Regions from separate parts of the Anser cygnoides genome. Here region 2 is linked to region 1. A link is a contact called in public Hi-C data. All regions are on one chromosome and are shown on one strand. Each heading gives the region's core, a stretch centred on a gene start, on an enhancer-like site or on the middle of the called end of the contact. The rest is flanking DNA. Distances are from core to core; before and after follow the strand shown. Region 1 has its middle 100 kb from the start of COL5A1. Region 2 holds the start of CACFD1 (calcium channel flower domain containing 1).

Evidence for each region. Hi-C and Micro-C count contacts between places; a contact is called where the count stands out from the background.
Region 2: a contact with region 1 is called in a Hi-C map of liver, with 3 times the contacts expected there. The contact joins the promoter of CACFD1 here to the enhancer-like site in region 1. A contact is called at or near these places in 2 of 7 Hi-C or Micro-C datasets (both in liver).

Annotation. Positions count from the first base shown.
Region 1 is chr20:3,906,705-3,910,128 of Taihu_goose_T2T_genome, reverse strand. No RefSeq gene overlaps it. Among named protein-coding and RNA genes, the nearest start is that of COL5A1, 100 kb to the right of the region's middle. Within about 2 kb of position 1,773, at least 2 of the 3 cell types and tissues checked have open chromatin away from gene starts, as enhancers often do. A contact at or near this core is called in liver, where this site is marked.
Region 2 is chr20:4,440,717-4,444,262 of Taihu_goose_T2T_genome, reverse strand. It overlaps CACFD1 (calcium channel flower domain containing 1), which reads left to right and starts at 2,057. Exons shown (of 5, transcript XM_066980695.1): 1 at 2,057-2,471. The coding sequence starts at 2,348. It overlaps ADAMTS13 (ADAM metallopeptidase with thrombospondin type 1 motif 13), which reads left to right. Exons shown (of 29, transcript XM_066980650.1): 29 at 1-595.

The sequences.
Region 1 (3,424 bases), core at 524-3,023:
GGTCACCCAGGGGTCCCCGTCCCGGGTTCCCTCCTGCTCTTCCCCTCTTCTCACCTTGGGTCCTTCGAAGCCTGGCCCAGCAGGCAGGATTTCAGCCGAGGGTGGTGGGGTTTCTGCATTCGGTGCTTGACTTCGTCCTGCCTCTTTCCTCCCTGCTTTAGTGAGCAAGTAAAAACAGCCCCATGGACTTCACGATGCACCTCCAGCTCCACGACAGCCTCACGTACGTACGGACAACGTAGGTACAAAAATAAGTAACGGTGGTTTGAGTGTGCTCCGTAACACCCCAAAACCCATTTATCGGTCTGGGAGCCACTGAGGCTTCGTTTTCCTGGAGCCGCAGGATCACGGAAAGGTTTGGGGTTGGGGTGAGAGCAACGGCAGAACCACGGGGGAAAGCCCAAGGCCGAGCGAAGCAGATTGTTCTTGCCCCGAGGAATTTCTCTTGAAAGAATTTCTGATTCCTCTGACAATTCGAGCTGTACCCACTAGTGACAGTGGGACGGTGCCACTTACAGCAGCTGTGTGATGAGTGCCATTGCGGGAGCCAGCCCCCCAGAGGGACTGTGCCAGCTGGGCGCACGGGGGTGACCCTGGGCTTTCTGGTGGGTTGGTGACGATGGGGTGACGCGGGCCGTCTCACATACGAGGACCACCCTTGGCACACCACACACCGTGGGCTGGGCTGGGCCAGAGCCACCGTGGCTCTAACTGGGGACATGGGCGCGGGGGGGAGCTCCGACCCTGGGACGCATCCCAAAAACCGGGACACAGGGCACAGCACGGAGCAGCGCGCTTCTGGGGTCATGGGCACCTCGCCACGGTGACAAGAGCACAGTGACAAGCTGCCCTCGGGCACGCACGTGGGGACAGCGTGCCGTTTTCCAGCCCCTTTGCCTCTCGGTGTCAAGTTGGTGCCTCTGGAGTGGGAGCATTGCCGTGCGGGGAGGTGCCGCCAGCCCCCAGCACCGTGCTCATGACGGGGAGCAGCGAGCGGTGGCCTTGGCTTAACCTGGATCCGTTGCCAGGTACAAACAAGATTGAACTTGCTCTTGGGTTTACAGCGGAGATAAATCCTCCCCGACGGCTACAGAGCCGGTGAAATAGAGACGGAAAATGGGTGTTTCAATTTGGTTAGTGACGATCTGTGCGCTCCTAACTTTGCCGCGATATTTTTTCATTTGGGAAGCCGGGGACGTGGCTGGCAGAGGGCAGGGGAGGGGGGGCAAAAAGGATGGTGGTGGCTCACAGGTGCCTGCTGCTCCCTGGTGTGGGGACACAGCCCGATGCCACCCCAGCTCCGAGTGCCGCCCCTCTGCTCATTTTTGGAGACTCTGGGGACCGGGGAGCACCCACAGGCCCTGGCCACCCAGCAGCCGCTCGCCTGGCCGGCTGCACTCGCGCATGGGATGGCTCCTGTTCCAGAGGCTGGTTATTTGTCTTGTTAACCTCCAGGCAGCAGTTTGTGTTTGGAGAGCAAATATTTACCTCCCTTCCTGAGTTTTTTTTTTTTTCTTTTCCCCTTCTCCCAGGGTGGAGCAAACTGGGCTCCGTGGCCAACGCTCGCCCTCGCACCACGGGTTGGCTGGGTCCCCACCACCCGTGGGCTCAACACCCACGGCTTTGCTTTGAACATCGGGCTTACTTCTATATTTAAAGCAGCTAATAACAAAAGGCAAGGCCAAGCCAAGCTGCCCACCGTTCTTTTTCTTTCCTTGCCATGTTTGCTGCCACCCCCCCGGGAAGCTGGGCGCCTTCCCAGGCTCCAGCTCCTGCTCTGGGGGAAAAGGGAGCAGGAGGAGGAGGAGGGTGGCACCATGAACTCGTTGCTGTTTCTCCAGCTCCAGCTGGGATCAAAGTGCCTGATTCCTTGATAAGAGAAGGTGGTTGTAAGGGAATGAAATGGTTCACACATGCAATGGCTTGGGGCTTTTGCAGCGTGGCAGGGCTGGCTACGTGCAGGATTGGCCCTCACATCGTGAGGAGCATGGAGGAAGATACAAAGAGGTCCAGAGTGCTCTTTTATCAGAAACCTCCTAATGCCAGATTTCCCTAAACCCTGAGCTCTTAGAGGTGTAGGATCGGGGGGGGCTTCAGCTTCCCCTGCGAAACACCATCCTGGTGCTCCGGGTGCGTAAGGGGGTCCAGCATGGACGATGCTGTGCCGGGGGGTGCGGAGACACTCTTGGAGCCGCATCCTGCTTGGTGGCACCAGGCTGGCCACTTAATTTCTGCGCGTCCCCAGTGCTGACAGAGATGGAGTGAGGTGTCGGCAGACTGTTTTGAAATCCTTAAGAGAACGGCTGTGATCCCCGTCCTCTCCATGCCTCGGCTTTGCAGCGAGGAGGGGCTCTACAAATAAATACAGACAGATGAGCTCTTTCACTGGTAATTTGTCACTTCATAATTGCCAAAGAAAAGCAGGTTAGTTTTCTGCTCCTGACCTCTCTCAAGCAGCCTTTTCACCCCAGCTGGCCCCGAGGCCGGGGTCGGGGTCCCAGGGGGCAGCTTTCCCCCCGCGCTGTTGCCGCAAAGGGCACCTTGGCCTTCTGCAGCAGTGACATTTCCACGGGTCCCCCTGCGCTCCCCATCCCAGTGCTCCTCACTGCGGGCCTGGCACGTGGGAACTGGGCTCTGGGCATTTCCCTGGTGGGACTTCGGGGTGTGCCGAGCCGTGCCATGCCATTCTGAGCTGTGCTGTGCCGTGCCATGCCATGCCGAACAGAGCTGTGCCATGCCATGCCAAGCAGTGCCACGCCAAACCACGCCGTGCCATGTCGTGCTGAGCCGTGCCATGCCAAACCAAGCAGCCCAAGAACAAAGGGCTGCTGCCCCCGCCCGGCAGCAGCTCCCCGGCCCCCGCAGCCCCCCGGGCAGCCTCGGGTTTGCTCTCCCCACGAGGCTCTCCCCCCGACCCCGGAGCCCGGCAGCTCCCCTCGGGAACCCCTGCAGCCACCTCATCCTGCCTCTGACAGCCCCTGCTGCAGCAAGGTGTGCAGAGCAACAAGCCACGGCACAAAACTCTGCGTCTTGAGGATTTAGACCTCATTTTTCCATCAGAATACAAACGCCTTTTTTTTTTTTTTTTTTCCTTGCAGTATGACAAAGGGTTAATAACAGGCTCGGAGGGGAGCATTGCCTAAAATGAGCGTCTTTCATTTCCAAAGCGCTCGAGATCCCAAGGCACAGGCGAGAAATACTAGCCACAAAAATTTCGCATCTCTCTCCCTTACAACACTGGCAGTGAAACCTTGTTTGGCTTTATATGCAAGATTTTCCATACCGTGCTCCAACGCAACTCCATTCCGCTAAGCCCACATCTTGTTTTTCTACTGACAAAGTGAGGTATGATTCTTGGCTCGGCGATTTTCTGCTGTGGAAGACTAAATGAAAAGATGCTTTTAAAGCTCATTCACTCAACACT
Region 2 (3,546 bases), core at 808-3,307, 530 kb before region 1:
CTCCCCTGCAGTGGAAAAGCTCGTTAAAATGAGGCCCATTGAAATTCTGGGAAATTATAAAGAAAACAAAGATGTGTAGGGCAGCGGGCTTTAAGAACAAGAGGACTAGACAATTGTATGAGGGCAAGTTGGTCTCTTGGCCCAGAAGGGCAGTGCAACACTAGGACAGGTCACCTGGAATGCTGATGGAATTGCCATCCTCAAATGTCTTCAGGACTTTGCTAGACCAACGCGTGAACGGCCTGGTCAAGCACTGGTGACAGTTGGCTTTGTGGGGAGGAATAAATGACTTCCCGAGGTCCCTCCCCAGCCCTCACGGCTGCGGTTCTGTTACTGCATGTCTGACGGTGATACCAGTACTTCTTTTCTATGGGAAAAATAAAAGAATTCTGTCTCTTAATGATGGGTTTGGTGCCAAGGGATATTTACTCAGATAATAGTAGCTGTGCTAATAATCTGCTTGTATCTGCATCTCAAAGGAACTGTGCACTGAGAGATTGTTGAGACTGCGTGATACAAGTTGTAGCAGGAAGAGGTATTTTAGAACAGTGACAAATATTCACTCAAGTTTGACCTAAATATATTTCTAAAGTTGTTGTGTGGTTTGTTTGTTTTATTTAATGTCTTGAACATTTTGAAGGATTCTCCTACTTCGGTACAAGTCCTCATCAAAATCTTAGTGTTCTGCTGAAGGGATCTTTTCCAGACCTGAAGCCTGGCTGGACAGGGCTGCCCCTACCCTTCACGCTGGATACAATAAACGGTTCTGCCTGGGCAGTTTTAATCCTACCTCTGCTTTCTTTCAGCTGAATTCTCTGACATCTTTTTGCAACCACAAAATCTTATTTTCTTCAGTCTTCTTAGTAATGGTTTTTGCTGGTTCCGCCTGGATTTTTTTGCTTGCCAGCCTCCAGATTTACGTTCCGTTCCTGGAAGAGCTAGAAAGTAGATTCTTGAAGCAAGATCCTTGAGGAACTGAATATATCAGCTGTCCCACTGCAGTGCGTGGGTGATACAGGCACTGGGCCTTCATTTCCTGTCTAACAGGAGACGTAACAGTAATGAAAAAAAAAAATCCTTTTCTTAATTCTTTTTTGTAACCTTTTAGCAGATGGGATCTGTCTTCCCACTCAGCTCTGGATCCCAAGTCTCACTGCTATTTTTTGTTCCAGATCAGCTATGCGGAGTCTCTGGTCTGCAGAGATGGGCTCTGATTACTGACCGTATGCTCTATGTTCATTTGCGAAATGTGCAGCTGCTGCCTTTATAATTTAAAAGAATTAAGGGTGTTTCAGTGTACCAGTTGTTCGGATACCAGCAGGTTGCCAACTGGGACATCTCTGATATGAGAAGTCCTGCTTCAACTCCCCTTTTCTAAAAACCTGATTCCATTCAGATTAAGGGGAGTGGTTTGCTTTTTCTTGAGGGCACAATTTTTGTAACAATTTTCACATTCAACTCTCATCCATTCAAAAATTAATTTCTCATTCCTCTTAGCATACACAGGGATAACAGCAGGTAGTGGTTAGGGGAAGCAGGACCCAGGGCTCCTGCTCTACTTCTGACTTTACTGCGTAACATTAGACAAATCGCTTCACCTTCTGCTGAAGCAAAAGCTCAGTCCTCAGAGAGGTAAAGGGAGTGAAGACAGAGGTAAGAGCAGAGTGCAGCCTGCTGTGTGCTTGCGTTGTTGGTACAACTGAGGCACGGGGGCTATGGATATAGATGGCTTTAAGAACTGAGGCACCCACAACGCCTCCCCCTGCGATTTGAGGCAAGAAGCTGTGTTATCAGCCTGGCCAAAACTTCCGAATGTTGAGGTTTGTGCGTCCAGAGCTGAGCTGGGAGGAGAGGCTGGGGCTCAGTCCCAGTCCCCGTGAGATGACGGGTGCCTTTCGGGGCAGACGCGTGCCCTCGCCCCGAGCGGAGCCAACCGCCCTGTGCACCCTAGGGCCCGCCATGGGCTGCATGCCTCCCCGCCTGCTGCTGTCCATGAATATGCACACATGGCTCTGCCCACTGGCTTTTTAATGAGCGTGACATCAAAGCCCTCCCTGCTGGAGGAGGGGACCCACAATGCAATAGGCAGGGAGACGTGGAGGCTGCTCCCCCCCGGCCGCTGGCATCGCTGCTGCAGGCAGAGCCCCTCCATTGTCAGCCCTGGGGGGCCCGGCCGTGCATGGGGGTGCGGGGAGAGGCCCACCGGCAGCAGGGCTGGGTTTAGGGGCTGTCTCCTGGCCTTGCTGGAGAGGGGGGGGGGAGTGTCACCTGGAGGGGCATCCCGCACTGCTGGGGCTCAGGTGGGGAGCGGGGAGCTGCCCCCTGACCCCCCGGGAGCAGGGGGGCCATGAGTTCTCAGGATGACCAGTTCCAAGCAGCAGCCCCTGAGCCAGCGGCTCCCTCCGCCGATGATGGCATGACCTGGTGGTACAGGTGGCTCTGCAGGATTGCCGGGGTCATCGGGGGCGTGTGTAAGTATCCCCTCCCTCGCAGCCAAGGGTTCCCCATCGGCTCTGCTCGTGCATGCAAAAGCGTGTGGCAGGGGTCGTGCCTGCCCGTCCCTGGGTCGTGTTTGTGTACGGGGAGGCGGGCCGCGGAACAATAGTTTGGGGTTGCAGGTTTGTGTCTCTTCTACGTGTGTAGTTGGCTGCGTTTTGGGCAGGAGGAAGAGCCACGATGAGCCCGAAGCGGGGTGATTTTAGCTTGCACGTGAGAGGTGTGCTGCGTGGTTGCTGAACTCGCTGAACTTTGGCACCTGGGAGAAGGGATGTCTCGGGGGGGATCTGCAAATCCTCGAGTTTCTTCTTGGATGAAGCTCATCTCCCGTCTCTGGGAGTGGTGGGAGCAGCAGCCAAGCCCCCGGTCCTGCAGGAGGGCCGTGGGCAGATAAACTAGACAATGGTTTTATTGCGAGCACCAGGACGCTCAGCGGGGTCAGGTGCAGGGTGTGAACAGGGGCCCTGGGGTTTGATTCTTCCATCCTATCTGACCGTCAGGTGTTTGTGTTCCTGCAACTTTCCTGTTCTGAACATCAGAGCATGTTTCCTTTCTTACTCCTGCCGTTTATCACGGAGGGCCTGGCTGTGTTTTTTGAAGGCGAATAACGACCTTGGTTAGTGTTGTGTGTTTTTTAAAGGGTTTAGTCTTGGACGCGCAGAAGATGGGAGACAGCGTACAGCGAAGTGAGTTGGCTGCGCTGTGAATTACCTGCTGCCGAAAAAAATTTTCCCAGGGAAAGAGTCTTTGCACCTTTGCCAGAAATCAGCTTGTCCCGTAGTGCTGTTTTGCTACATTCTGTGGGGAGATTAATAGCTCTTAAAAGCAGGAGGGACTGTTATGACCGCTTAGTCTGATCTCCTGCAGAGCACAGGATGGAGAATTCCTTCTGCTTCAGGTCCACGACTTCTAGTAAAACAAGAGTGTTTCTCAGCCAGCACAGTCAGCCCTGATTTATTCCCTCTGCTGTAGTGTTTCGTCTGAACCCTCTCTCTTCCTGCCCCCTTTCCATGCCTGTTCCTGCCTCGGGACTTGACTGTACAAGGCCAC